Linked DNA regions of Ovis aries: region 1 is linked to region 2. The links are chromatin contacts, called in public Hi-C maps. All regions are on one chromosome and are shown on one strand. Each heading gives the region's core, a stretch centred on a gene start, on an enhancer-like site or on the middle of the called end of the contact. The rest is flanking DNA. Distances are from core to core; before and after follow the strand shown. Region 1 holds the start of CDH15 (cadherin 15). Region 2 holds the start of APRT (adenine phosphoribosyltransferase).

Evidence for each region. Hi-C and Micro-C count contacts between places; a contact is called where the count stands out from the background.
Region 1: a contact with region 2 is called in a Hi-C map of tail adipose tissue, with 9 times the contacts expected there. The contact joins the promoter of CDH15 here to the promoter of APRT in region 2. A contact is called at or near these places in 10 of 16 Hi-C or Micro-C datasets (blood, hypothalamus, mixed tissues and 4 more).

Annotation. Positions count from the first base shown.
Region 1 is chr14:13,801,312-13,808,128 of ARS-UI_Ramb_v3.0, forward strand. It overlaps CDH15 (cadherin 15), which reads left to right and starts at 1,989. Exons shown (of 12, transcript XM_060398286.1): 1 at 1,989-2,106. The coding sequence starts at 2,065.
Region 2 is chr14:13,557,541-13,563,952 of ARS-UI_Ramb_v3.0, forward strand. APRT (adenine phosphoribosyltransferase) reads right to left here and starts at 3,206. Exons shown (of 5, transcript XM_015100161.3): 1 at 3,100-3,206; 2 at 2,887-2,993; 3 at 1,438-1,571; 4 at 1,107-1,185; 5 at 632-1,004. The coding sequence starts at 3,179. The coding sequence ends at 862. GALNS (galactosamine (N-acetyl)-6-sulfatase) reads right to left here. Exons shown (of 13, transcript XM_060397911.1): 13 at 3,907-4,782. The coding sequence ends at 4,696. It overlaps CDT1 (chromatin licensing and DNA replication factor 1), which reads left to right. Exons shown (of 10, transcript XM_027977741.3): 10 at 1-473. The coding sequence ends at 87.

The DNA.
Region 1 (6,817 bases), core at 739-3,238, 240 kb after region 2:
GTGTCCCCATTCTGGACACAGAGACTGAACCCTGAGTGGGTGGGTGGGCACCGCTCTGTGCAGCCCCAGGAGCTAGTCACCTGGCCATCTGTCCCCTTGCCGCACGACCCTAGTTGACCCTCTCTTGCAGGATGGGCATGTGCACCATGGAGCCCTGGGCAGACTGGGCCGAGGGTGGGGGCATGAAGTTATCCCAGGGAGCCCAGCAAACAAATGCCCACTGAACACCAGCCGTGCGGCCCAGTTACACACCCGACTACATTGCCAGAAAGTTACTGTAAACTTAGCAGCTGAAACAACTCTATAACCTCACTGTTTTATTCTTTTACACGTAATAATAATCCTTGTTGCACTATCATTACATTATTATTGATATAACTACATAATTTTTGAAAGTTATAGGAGCTTCACTTCCCTGCTGAAAGCCTCATTGCCTCTGTTTTATCAAGAGAAAGCTGCAAATCCCTAAACAGGTGGATGAACCTCCCAAGGTTTGACCCCCCACCTCCCACACCCCCTCCCCCAAGGCTCCCCCTAGTGGAGCCTCTGCCCTCCTCCCAGTTCACAGGTGCCCAAGCCCCACCAGAATCAGGGGAGACCACCCAGGGAAGGGGGTCCCATGGGTGAGGACACCCATGCCTCAGGCCCCCCCGGCATTGACACAGGACCCCAGAGAGGGTCTGCTGGTGGTGAAGGGTTAAACCCTGGGGTTGGCAGCCTGGGGCCTGCAGAGTTGAGGAGAGGGGATGCCCAGAGGGTCAGTAGCCTTGAGTCCACTGGGAAAAAGGCCAGCTAGCCCTGGCACCCTGGGGTGGACCAGTGCTGGATAGGCCCTCGAGGCTCAGATACAAGCGGTCAGTGGAGAGAACTTCCTGTGCAAGGGCCAAAGTTGGACTGGGCCCCAGGCTCCTGCATCTCTTGGGCCACCCCCCAACCCCGGACCAGGTCCAGCTCATCCTCCCCCTGGAGCCCCCATCCCCAGAGGTTGTTGAAGAGACAGATGGCGCAGAGCAGGGATGGACTAGTGAGAGGAGAGGGTGCCTGAGGGTAATCAGGGGACTTGGGCACTCAGCGCCCCCCTTACCCCCTTCTACCTCACCTATGGGGGCAGAAACTCAAAAACATTCAGAGGGCTCCTCCATCCAGGTTTGGGGTCCCTGACCTCAGAGGCAGGATGGTGGCCTCCAGGAACTATTTAGCATCAGGGCCTCGGAGCCTGCAGATGGAAGGGACTCCCACCCTCCACCCCCACCTTGGAGCCCTGAGTGCCAGGGATACAGTCACTGCCGGAGCCCCCGCCGCACCCCGGCAGCCTGGCCTCCTTCCAAGCAGGCTACAGGCACAGATGGTGCTGCACCTGCTCAATCTAGAGAGGAGGGCAGAGGCCCCATGCCTGCTTCTGCCACGGAGACCAGCTCCCACACAGGACACTCCTCACTCCCCTGCTCGAGGTCCGCAGGGCACCCCCTACCTCCTTACCCCTTGCCCTCCCTGGTTCTGAGCGACACACCAGGAGGTAGGGGCTGGGAGGGGAGAGACAGCCTGCCCCTTCCACCCAGGCGTTTCCAACCGACGAGGAAGGAAAGGAGGCAGCAGGCAGGGCTGGGCTCTCTTTCCTGTATGCTATCCGTAGGGGGCAGCAAGGGTCAACCCGCCCTGAGGAGCTCCACCCACAGCGGGAACACTATATGAACACGGCAAAAGTGATCGGGCCCTCAAGGCGCCAAGCGCCTTGCCTTGGGACTGGAGCCTGACGGCAGTCTGGGTAAAGACATGGCCAGTGCAAAGGCCCTGAGGCAGGAGCACGAAGGTGCTCAGTGTGAGGGAGAATGTTCGCAGCCTTTCTGACAGGCATCCTCTCCACCGCCTGACCCAGAGCCCAGCTTTCGGCTCCGCCCTGGACACGTGCTGTCACTCAGCCGCAGGCCCCGCCCCGCCCCGCCCCCGCACACGTGCTGTCACTCCTTCGCCAGTACACTTGTGCTGTCACTCAGCCGGGTCCTGTCCCAGCAGAAGGCGCCGCTCCCGCTGCCCGACACTCTGCCCGCCGCCTGCTACCGGCCCATGGACGCCGCGCTCCTCCTCGCCCTCGGGCTGCTGGCCCAGGTAAGGCCGGGCGCCGCGCGGGGGTCGCTGGCCCCTGTGCTAAGCGCCGCGTCTCAGAGTGGGGCAGCCCGGCCTCCGGGACCGCTGGCTCTGGGCTCCCGTGGGCGGCTGTGAGCTGAGGGGCCCGGGGTAGGCTCTGGGTGGGGCAGCTCTGTCCAGGGCTCTGTGCCCCTGGGGGAGAGTAGTGTAACCGCCCCCAGTGGACAGGACGGGGAGCCAAGTTCAGGGACTGCCAGGAGAGAGGACCCAGAAGGCCACCCTCACGCTGGAGGTGCTGGCCTCAGCCCTAGAGTCGGGGGGTATTCAGTCTTATGGGGTGCATGGGGAGAGGGGGCATCAGGAGCACCCCTGGCTGGAAAGCCTGGAGGCCAGGTTCCGGCCATGTCGACCCCCCATGAGTTGGCAGCTGACCCGCCTAGCTGGATGGGGCAGCTCTGCCCTCCAGAAACCCATTCTCCCTGGGGAGCCCCATGCCCAGTAGAGACAGGTCCCAGCACACATAGCCTCTGCCTCCACACTTCCTGCCAGCCCCCCAACCCCCACACCCTGAGGTCTCTGCAGCCTGGGAGCCAGCAGGTGGGGGGAAGCACAGAGCCCCCACTCTGCACATGGGCACCCTTAGATTCGACCACATCCTCAAACCCCTTAGCTAATGGGCAGGCACTGGGCTGGGCCCAGGAGTGCCGTGTGTGAGCCAGTGCCATTGGTGAGGCCAGAGGGGATGGCCTCGGGCCTCTTAGACTGGACAGGTGATGATCACGGGGGCGATGAGCCATGCTTAGGACCCGTTGCTTGTTGTTACACTTCCACACCCACCAGGGCTTCCCCTCTCATCCCCACAGACCCTCCCACAGTTCCGGTGTGCCAGCTTGGGTTTCAGCCCCTGGCAGCTAAGTGCCTGTCATCTGGACCCTCCAGCGGCTGGCCCCTCAGGCCTCCAGCCCCACAGCTCCAGCCACCTCCACGCCTGCCTTTGGGCCCTTTCACTGACACCCCCACCCCCTGTAGACCATGCTCCCCACTCCCCACTGTTGTGTCTAGCTAGCTCAGAGAGGCCATGATCACCCTCTGCCCAGCACAGCCCAGCTGCCCACGACCTGCGCCCCTCAACCCCCTGCTAGGAGCTCATTGGGTGCAATGGGCTCTCTGCTCCTCCCAAGCGAGGCCCAGATGCCCCACACGCTCCAGAAGGCTCTACTCGCTCCAGAAACAGCGTTCCAGCCCCTGGTTCCCAGGGACCCACTCCTTCGAGACTGAGGGTATCATCCTCAGACCAGGTCCCAGGGGAGGGGAGGAGAGCTCAGATTCCTCTCCCCTCCCGCAGGGCTAGAATGCACCCCCTCCCAGACAGCTGGGACTGCAAGGATTCTCGGGGGGCGGGAGTGGGGGGTGGACCAGTCAGCGAGCCTGGCTGCTCACGTTCCTGCACTCAGCCCAGCTCAGATCAGCACCCAAACGAGGGGAGCGTCCCCTGGACCAGCCCTCCCCAACCCAGCTCAGCTTTCAGACTTTTGTCCCTTCCTATCCAGCCATAGGGGTCCTGTGGCCACTTCCTGGACACACCTTCCTTCCCCTCCAGGAGGCCCTGAGCAGGGCTGTCTGGGGTGGGCCCCTGGGGTAGGGCCTGTTGACCAGACTCTGTGTACCCATTGCCAGCTTGGTGGGCTTGACGGAGGCTCACCTTCCCCCTGCCTGTGTCCCCTGAAATCTCAGCCAGGGGGCTTCGCATGTGTCTCTTCAGAGCCGGCCTCTGTCAGTCCCTCCTCTGTGCCCATAGTGTCCCCAGTAACTGGGTCCATACTGGGACCCCACCCCGGGACCCTGCCCCGCCTGCGGGTAGGGAGCAGATAGTTCGGAGCCAACCCACACACTGCTGGAAGGGGCCCCCAGCTCCAGTGACCTTGCACTTGTGTGTGGGGACACCCCTCCAACATCACTTCCAAGCCTGGGTTCCTCAAATTCTAGGGACCAGGTGGAGGCCTGGAGCTTTGGGTCATGTGGGTGCGGTTTGCCTGGGCCAGGGAGAGGCCGTGGTACATTGTGGGCAAAACGTTCCCAGTCTGGTTTCCCCCGCAAGCTTCCCAGGCCTGAGCCCCTTCCCCCCACCTCCTCGGCTGGAATCCAGGCCACCCCGTTCCTGGACGGCCTGGCAGGCATCAGGCATGCCAGGAATGGAGCCAGCTGTCCGCCTGGCCCAGAGGCCCTGTGGTTCTCCCTTGAGCCTCCCTCCAGCTGTTGCAGGCCTCAGTGGAGGGACAGGATGGTGAGGCAGAGGACAGCTGTTCCCCCCACCCCCACTGGGGCAAGCACCATGCTCCCCGCTGTCCCGCCCACGGTGCTAGGGCGGCACCTCAGCTTCCCTCCCTGCAGCCCTGCTTACTGTCACGCTGATGTGGGGCTGATCCCCTGGCCTGTTCTGGAGGAGACCGTGTGTCTGCTGTGGGGCTGCCCTGTACCAGGACTTTCCTGTTGCCAGGGGGTCTTCAGAGTCTGCAGAGCCCCCGGGAGCATGGCTGAGGTTTCCTCCCAGAGGCCACGTGACTCAGCAGAGCCCCAGAACCCCTTCCACTGTCCGTGTCGGCCTCTGATTGCACCGGGCAGGGAGATTGAAAACACCTGTCTGTCAGCCAAGACACATGGGGGTCCCCTGCTCACCACTCACAGGGGCCTCTGGAGGCCACAGGGCCGGGAGCTGAAGCAGGCTCTCCCTGCTGTCCCACTGGCTGCCCTGGTCACCAGCGTCTCTACCCAGCACAGAAGAGTGTCCAACTCTTTTCCCCGGGCCCCTGGGAGACAGCCTGCCTCGTAATTCTTTGTTCTGAACCCGAGGGTTGGTGAAGACAGCAAAGAGCTCTATGGGCTGCCTCCAGGCCCCCGGGCAGGATGGACCCCAGCGGAGGTCAAGGGCAGCTGACTGCCCCTCTGGGGCTCTGGCACTGTTTTACTTCTGTACAGTCGATGGTAGGGATGGATCCACCAGGGACCCCAACGCCACCCCACACGCAGACCCTCTGAGAGGTGGGGTGGAGCCCGGTCCCAGTCTCCCAGTCCTACCTCTCAGCCCCGTGCCTGCCTGGATTCCCAGCTCAGTAGGTCTGGGGTGAACTGGTGGAATCTGTCCGTGATGTTTACCATCCTGGTTGGTTCTGATGACAAGTCAAGCTGAAGTAGCCCAGCCACACGGTGGCGGCCAGGTGGAGAAGGCACCCCACAGGTCCCAGGGGAAGAGCGGTCCTGAGCCAGAAAGGCCCCAACAAGGAAGTTTCGACCTCGGGGCCTGGCCCTTGGTAGCCTGCAGCTGGACAGTGTCACCTACTCCAGACCTTGCCTGGTCTGGGGTGGGTAAGACCGTTCTGCCCTTGTTGCTGGTTTGTGGGGTGCTCACCACACGGCTGGGCTCCATGAACTCCAAATGCGGTGGGGAGCTCTTTTACTCAGGAGCCTTGGGGTTGGGGGCCCAACAGCAGGGCAGGGGCCTGGCATCTCTAGGGGTTCCAGGTGTTGTCTTCAGCTCTTGGTTAAGGGTGGGGCTGAGGATAAGCTTTGGGGAGCTGCTGGACCCCCACTGGGGGAAGGAGGTCCCTGACACCCATTGCTTCTTAGTGGCACGGGGGCTTTGGTGAGCTTCTTCCGATCAATGTCCACAGTTCTGTCCACGTGGCTTCATCCTGGCCCCAATGTTTTGTGATGCCTAGGCAGCTCCTAGGCCTTCACTGACCACCAGTGTCTCTGGAAAGGGGATGCTGGGAGAACAAAGGACAAACCGAGACACATTCCCAGAGTGGGAAATGGGCTGCAGCGCAGCCCAGGCCCCCACCCCTAGCAGCCTCTCATCTGGGGGAGGGGCCCCTGCCAAGGCTCCACGGCTTCTGCTGACCTTGTCACCTTGGGCTGGGGAGAGTCTGGTGGCCAGGACTCCCCGAGCCCACCCAGGCCACTTGCCCTGTGCCAAGTTGGTGGGCATCACGGGGTGTCGCCAAGGCCGGGGGTGGGCAGGGGTCAGCCAGAGGCTCGATGGGGAGCTGCAGGGGGCTAAGGGCCAGTGCAGGTGTGGACAGGGCAAAGTGTGTCCCTCAGGGTCCCTCCAAGAGCCTGAGGTCAAGAAGTACCTGCAGACTGTCCCCCACACCTGCCCAGCCCAGCCCTCTATCACGCTGAGGTCAAGGCAGGGCCTCTGTGTCACTGGGCAGCTCAGAAACACTCCTCTTGACAGAGGTTCCAGCATTGGTGGTCCTGGGGCTCCCAGCTCTGCTGCTCCCTGAGGGCCATCAAGAGGGGCAGGCAGGGTGGAGTAGGGGGGCAAAGGAGCTGCTGCCTTGAGATGCCTGGGAAACAGACACCGTCCCCCGAGCCTGTGACAAAGGCCAGCAGGTCCTCGCCTGGCAGGAGTGCCACACTGGCTTGTGCTTGGTGAGAGGCCAGCAGCCAGGGAGCTTGGAAGCTTCGCAGCCATCTGTCAGGCCGTGGGGAGCTTGGGGGCCTGGTGAAACGCCTGGTCCTCTCCCCTAACCGAGTTTGCTACTTTCTGGACCGCAGGCTCCTGGCACTTCAGGTGAGAGGGGAGGATGGGCAATCAGAAGTGTGGAGGTGGCCTGGGGCCCCTGGGGAGGCTGGCCTTAGTCCAGGTGTTGCTGTGGTTCTGTAAGCAAAGTGTGTGAGGACCCAGCTGGGCAGAACAGGGAGGCTGTGCTGGGGAGCAGGGCATGGGCCA
Region 2 (6,412 bases), core at 1,956-4,455:
ACCTACGTCAAGCTGGACAAGGCCGCCGACCTGGCAGGTGTCATGGAACAGCTGGCCCGCCTGGCCCGTGCAGAGGAGACCCTGTGAGCCTGGTGGACATGTGCTGGGCGTCTTACTCCCTTTCAGAAAATGATGCACTTTGCTCTCCCTGTCCTGAGTCTCATGAGGGCCAGGCTGGCCTGGGCTTGGGCTGCTGAGCTAGAGGGTCTCTGGTGGAGGCCCCCTGCTTTGTATACAGGATGCAGGGAAAAGGGGGGGTGGGGGAGGGTAGCGTGATGGCCAGAGTTACCCTCTCTGGGACCCACAGGGGCTCCTGGAGGACCCGGTATCACACATGTTCCCCACAGAGGCAGGCTGATGGAGAATCTGAGATTGAGTCTCCCTGGAGGCTCCAGGAGGAAGCAGCCATGCCCACCCACTCCCTGGATCTTGTATTTGGTCTCTAGACTGTCAGATAAAGTTGTTGGAAGTCAGCATGTTTGTGTGATGAGTTACAGCAACAGGGGAAGGCAAGTTGGGGTGCCCCTGTGCGTGCAGACAGCTCACGGGTCTTGAGAACCACCGAACACTAACATCAGAAAGTGCCCGGCCTGCCTAGTGGGCCCTTTCACCCTGTCAGTGGGAAGGAGACTGCTCTAGAAAGTTGTTTATTCTCATTCCATTGTCAACCAGCTGGCAGCTCCAGGCCATGGGGCTTCCAGAGCCTCAGCAGGGCCTCAGAGGCAGCCCCACCCTGAAGAAAGTCACTCAGTCACAGACACAGAGCAAGTCCAGGTGGGCAGCCAGTGCCCCCTGGTGGCCACTGGGGGTTCCTGCATCTGCCCATGCTGGTCCTCTCTTCCAGGTGGCTTGGGGCTGGGGTCACTCGTACTGCAGGAGGGAGAAGAAGGGCACAGCCCCCAGCTTCTCCCTGCCCTTCAGTGAGGTCAGCTCCACCAGGCTTACACACTCCAGCACCTCAGCCTGCAGCTGGCCCAGCAACTCACAGGCTGCGCACATGGTTCCTGGTGGGGGAAGAAAGGGACCATGGAGACAGCCCCTAGGAAACGAGCTGAAGCCTGTTCCTACCCTGCACCAGGCCCGCTCTGCTGGGGAAAGACCCTCACCACCAGTGGCAAGCAGATCGTCTACAACCACCACCTTCTGCCCTGGTTCCAGGGCATCTCTCTGGATCTCCAGTTCAGCCTGCAAAGAAAAGTAGACGTGACCTACAAGTGTCCCCAGAAAACGGCCTTGGTACACAGAGCTGGGGGACTAACAAGGGCCACCTCCTAGGCCCAGTTCTAACCCACCCTGTCTCCTGGCTGTGTCAGCCTGGCCCAGCTCCTCAGCCTCTCTGAGCTCCCATGTCCACTCCGACCATGGGGGCTCCACTGGAGCCCACAGCTTTCCTTTTGGGAATGCACAGTCCACAGAGGCACCCCCCGGCCTTCTCACCTTCCCGTATTCCAACGCATACGAGGTACACACGGTGGGGCCCGGCAGCTTCCCTCGCTTGCGGATGAGAATGCAGCCCAAGCCCAGCTCCTGGGCCAGGGACGGACCAAACAGGAAACCGCGTGAGTCTAGGCCTGTCGGCGAGACCTGGGGTGTTGGGGGAGGCCGTGTACAACAGCAGCATTGGGTACCCGCAGTTAGGGCTGGACAGTGACACGTAACCATCGTGACACAGGACACATGGCCTCGTGGGCTCCAGGTGAGAGGCCAACAACACCCATCCACTTTGGGATGTTGACAGACTCCCCTATCATCCCAGGACTCCTGTGTGCTGGAGAGCAAGAGGTCAGGAGCTGGGCAGGGGCCACTCCACACAGTGGTGGAAATAGCCTGGTGGCCTGGGGTAAGTCACCTGACCTCTCCAAAATTCGGCTGCTCACCACTGGCTGGTGGTACCTGAAATGCCCTTTGCAGATGGCTCAGCATCTGCCCTGGGAACTTCAAGTCCAGAAGGAGAGGCTGTGACAGCACCGGCCACCTCGGGGACGGACTGAGCCCTTCTGGAGGAGCTCAGGGTCTCCTCCTTACCTGGGAGTTTTGGCTAGGGAGGGAGGCTTCTGAAGGAAAGACCACCTCTGCTAGCCAGAGCCCCTCCCATTTCCTAGGCCCAGCAGTGGCCCCTCAGGGTATTCAGGAGTCAAGAGAGGGTCAGAGATGGGGCTCTCGAGACACATGACCTGACAGGGTCTTCTCGGATCTGCTGCTGCTGCTAAGTCGCTTCAGTCGTGTCCGACTCTGAGACCCCATAGACGGCAGCCCACTAGGCTCACCCGTCTCTGGGATTCTCCAGGCAAGAACACTGGAGTGGGTTGCCATTTCCTTCTCCAATGAGTGAAAGTGAAAGTGAAGTTGCTCAGACGTGTCCGGCTCTTCCCAATCCCATGGACTGCAGCCTACCAGGCTCCTCCACCCATGGGTTGCCATTGCCTTCTCCCTCGGATCTTCTGGGTTTTCCTAAAACCCTCCACTGGGTACAAGGCCTGGCACAGAGCAGGTGCTCTATAGGCAGCAGCAGAACAAGCAAGCATGTTTGGCCCTGGGGAAAGTCAGCCTGGGAGCCCCATCTGTCCAGGGCTGGGGCAGGAAACTGGGGTGCCAGTCCTCAGCCCGCCGCCGGCAGCCACCGAAGAAGCCGCCCAGGCTGAAGGGGTCTATTGCCCCACTTTGGATTAAGTGGGGGTAGGGCAACGGGTCTGTTCTTACAACTTCACTGGGGGTGTCCGGTAGGTCCCCCCCACCCCCCCACCCCCGCCAAAGCCCTCTCCCAAGCAGAATGCGGCCGCCCTCCCTAAGCCTGCCCTGCCCAGAGTAACACCGCGCCCTCGTGGCGGACACGCGGAGCCTCGGGGAGGGTCCGGGGACCCAGCGGACGCCCGCCGCTCCACTTGCCCGCGATGTAGTCGATCCTGCCGCCGTGGGCCTTTTTCAGGTGATTCGCCAGGAGGCTGATGGAGGCGCGGAAGGAGGTGGGGTCCTTCAGGACGGGCGAAATGTCCCTGGCACGCGAGGACAGGCCTGGTGACTGCCGGACCCACGCAGAGGCCACCGCGTCCCGACAGCCCTGGCCGCGCGGCCCCGTCAGTCCCTCCCGTCGCCCGTTACCTGAACAGCACGCCCGGGATGGGGAAGTCGGGGAAACTGCGGATGCGCCGCGCCACCAGCTGCAGCTCAGAATCCGCCATCGCCACTTCCGCGCGTGTCGCGGGCACGAGGGGCCGGCTCGGCGGCTCCGCGCCTGCGCCGAGTGGGAGCGGAGCCCAGGGGGCGGGGCCGGACGCCAGGGGCAGGCTCAGCGCTCCGCTCCGGCGCGGGAGGGGGTCGGGGGCGGGGCCCCAAGGAGCGGGGCCACCTCCTCCTGCAGGAGGTACCGTATTTCATCGAGTCTTATGTACGGTCGGTTTTAAGACGCTCGCCTGTTTCTGGTGCCCAGAACACAGGAGTCCCCGCCTCGAGGACGTTTGCGCAGGGCCCAGATGTGAGTCTGGGTTGATGGAGTACAGCGTCTACGCAGGCCCAACCAGAGTTTCGGGGAAATACTCGCCCGACTTCGGCCGAGCCGAGTGCCCGCAGGTCTTCGGCACAGCTGTGGCCAGGACCCCACGCCTTGGGCGGAGCGCACCGACCGGCCTCGCCCACTCTCTCTCCCTCCCAGTGAGTCTTGGCTGAGCTCTGGCAGCACCGTACGAGGGGGCCTTTCCCCCAGGACCCCCATCCCCACCAGCCCCCGGTGCCTAAGGACCGGAGCAAGAAGGGGTTCGGAGCAGGGCCTGAAGGGGAGCAGTTCAGAAGACTCAGGGCTGAGGGAGAGGAGAGCCAGAGGTGAAAGCCCAGGCATTTGGCCCATTCCAGCCCCGACCATGGCACCCAGGGGGCAACCTCCCCTAAACAGAATTTGTTTTTTAAAAAAGCTAAATGCCTGTTACTTTATTCTAAACCCGTTTTCTTCACCATTCCACAAGTCTTAACAGTAGAGTTGGCAGGGCAGTCTGCAGAGCGGAAACCACCCGATGGGAGCAGCCCACAGGCCTCTGTACGGTGGGTCCCCTGGAAGCTATGCACAGGCTGGCTCAGGCTTATCTTCAAGCTTTGCCACCCTGGACTCCACAAAGGGAGGGCAGGCAGGGAACCTCTGAGGCACAGACAAACCCGAGTGTCTAAGATGTCTAAGGGAGGTGCTGGCATCAGCACTCCCCACTGGACTAGCGAGGCTCTGGGTCAGAAAGGCCCTTGGCCGCCCCCATCGTGTTCACACCACACCCCTGCACCATGGGGGTGGGGTACGCGGGGGAGGTGCTGGGGGAAGCCCTGTGCACAGCGCCAAGGGGCAACACAGGATGGGCAGGCAGCCTCAACACCAGGACCACAGTCCTCAAGGGGATACATCTCCGCCTCTGGGCCCGGGGACAGAACTCAGGCCCTAGACGAGGCAGCCATGAGGTAGCTGGAGCAGGGTGGGAAGATGAGGCGAGTAGCCTCCCGTTCAGGGGCCGCTGTGGGCCCCAGGCAGCAGTCAGGTGGCCCAGGACGGCTGGTGAAAGACTCCAGGGCTGGGCTCAGGCAGGTCCCGCTGCTGGCTACAGGCGACGTCTGTCTGGCAGGCAGGCAGGGCAGAGGAAGTTGGTGCTCTTCCAGCCGAGGTCTCTGAGGCCAGAGCTTTCCTAGCCCGGGGCTTGGGCCTGGCCTGAACCCAGGCTGTCGCTAGTGGGGCCAGGAGCACTTCTCCGGGACAGACTCCGGGGGTGTCAGGCACTTCCCTAACTTTTCACAGCCTGGGGGCGCCCAGTTCTAGGTAATGAAAGTTCAGAAAGAGGACATGCAGTTACTCTAAGCACTTCCAGACTTGGTACTGTCCAGACTCATGCCCTGCCCAGGCCTGTGACCTGCCCCACCCCAACAGATGGACGCCACAGTGTGGAACCACCTGTCTCATCTCCACCTGGCCTGGCAGCAGCTCTGCGCCCGAGGCTGACACAGGAGACACTGCCCTGCGGCAACCTGGTATTAACAGGGCCTGTTTGTCACTGAAGGGGACAGTCTGCTAACTGCCCAGCACCATGGCCTCTGCAGGCTCCCGGGTGGTGGTGGCGGGGGTGAGACAGACTCCTCCCGCCCCATAAGCTATGTAGGTGGTGGCCTTGGTGCCTCTGAAGGCTTGCCCGGCTGCTCCTTCGTGCGCAGACTTGCTTTGTGTGGCCATGATTTCCTGGCAACAGGACACTCACATCCCTGAGAGGGAGCCTTCGTGGCTTTGCCGGGTCCCCCGACACAGGAAGTGTGCCCTCCTCAGAGTCACTCCACCTACTCTCGCCCCCCTCAGACCCTGAGTCTGAATTGGAGCATCAGTGCCTGTGAGAACCGTGGCTCAAGTCTCCCCTGCCATGAACACCATCAGGTGGCCCTCTGGATGCACGGCCACCTGGCAGAGCCAGGTTTAGGAAAGGGAGCAGTTCCCAACATTTGAGGCAGGGCAGAGAAAGGGGTCGGGTATACGCAAAAGCAGATTCTGGGCCCAGCCTGTGCGCCTGGAGGTCGGGGAGAGTGTCTGATGAGGCCCTAGGGAGACGGGCTGCGAGCTGCTCTTGTCCTGAGAGCGAAGACACAATCCAGAGTCTACCCGCTGGTCCAGAGCAGCTGGGCGGAGCAGAGCGTGGAGGCTGGGGAGTGCTTTGCACACTGGCGTGCACATGCAGGTGCCCATGTGTGTGGGCCGCTGAACCTCTGGTGGCAGTGCTCACTTCAGTCTGAGCCCAACCCCCACTGTTCACTCACTTGGGAGCCGTGGCAATTCCGGCTGCGCCCAGGAGGTGGCGGCAGTGACTGTCAGGTTGGCCCCTCCCCATCTCCCGTCCTGTCACCAAGAACCCTTGGTCTCTGAGCCACACGGCAACTGCCACTACCTGGAGACGGTGTGCTGGGGTGGGGACAGCACCGTGTCCAAGACGACAGGACGGGCTTGGAGGGGGCACTGGGGGCTCTTCCCCGGGTGGAGGTCTGTCAGCCACTGGGACCTGAGGGACCTCGGTGGTCCTGAGACGGGGCCCTTCTGCTCCATTGCTGAGTCCAGGGGCCAGAATACCAGCCTGGTGTTCCTTCCAAGGGATGGGGAGGCCCTGCTGGCCCCTGCCTCGAATCTTTCCCTGTGAGCCCTCGATGTGGACCACAGTGACCAGGCCACCCCCAAAGCCAGCTGCCCCCTGGCACTCCTCACCCCCAGGGAATACATTCAATGTCCTTTAGTTCTCGCCCCCCATCTTCCACCCAGCTCAGGGCAGCAGCTTGGGCTGCACATCCATCCTCAGAACTCCAGCAGGGTTTGGTGGGGGTGGGTGAGGAGCGGGGCTCACGGGCTGGCTGCACCCCAGGCCATCCACCCAGCCGGTCCACACCCACATCCCACACGGGTTTGGCTCATCTT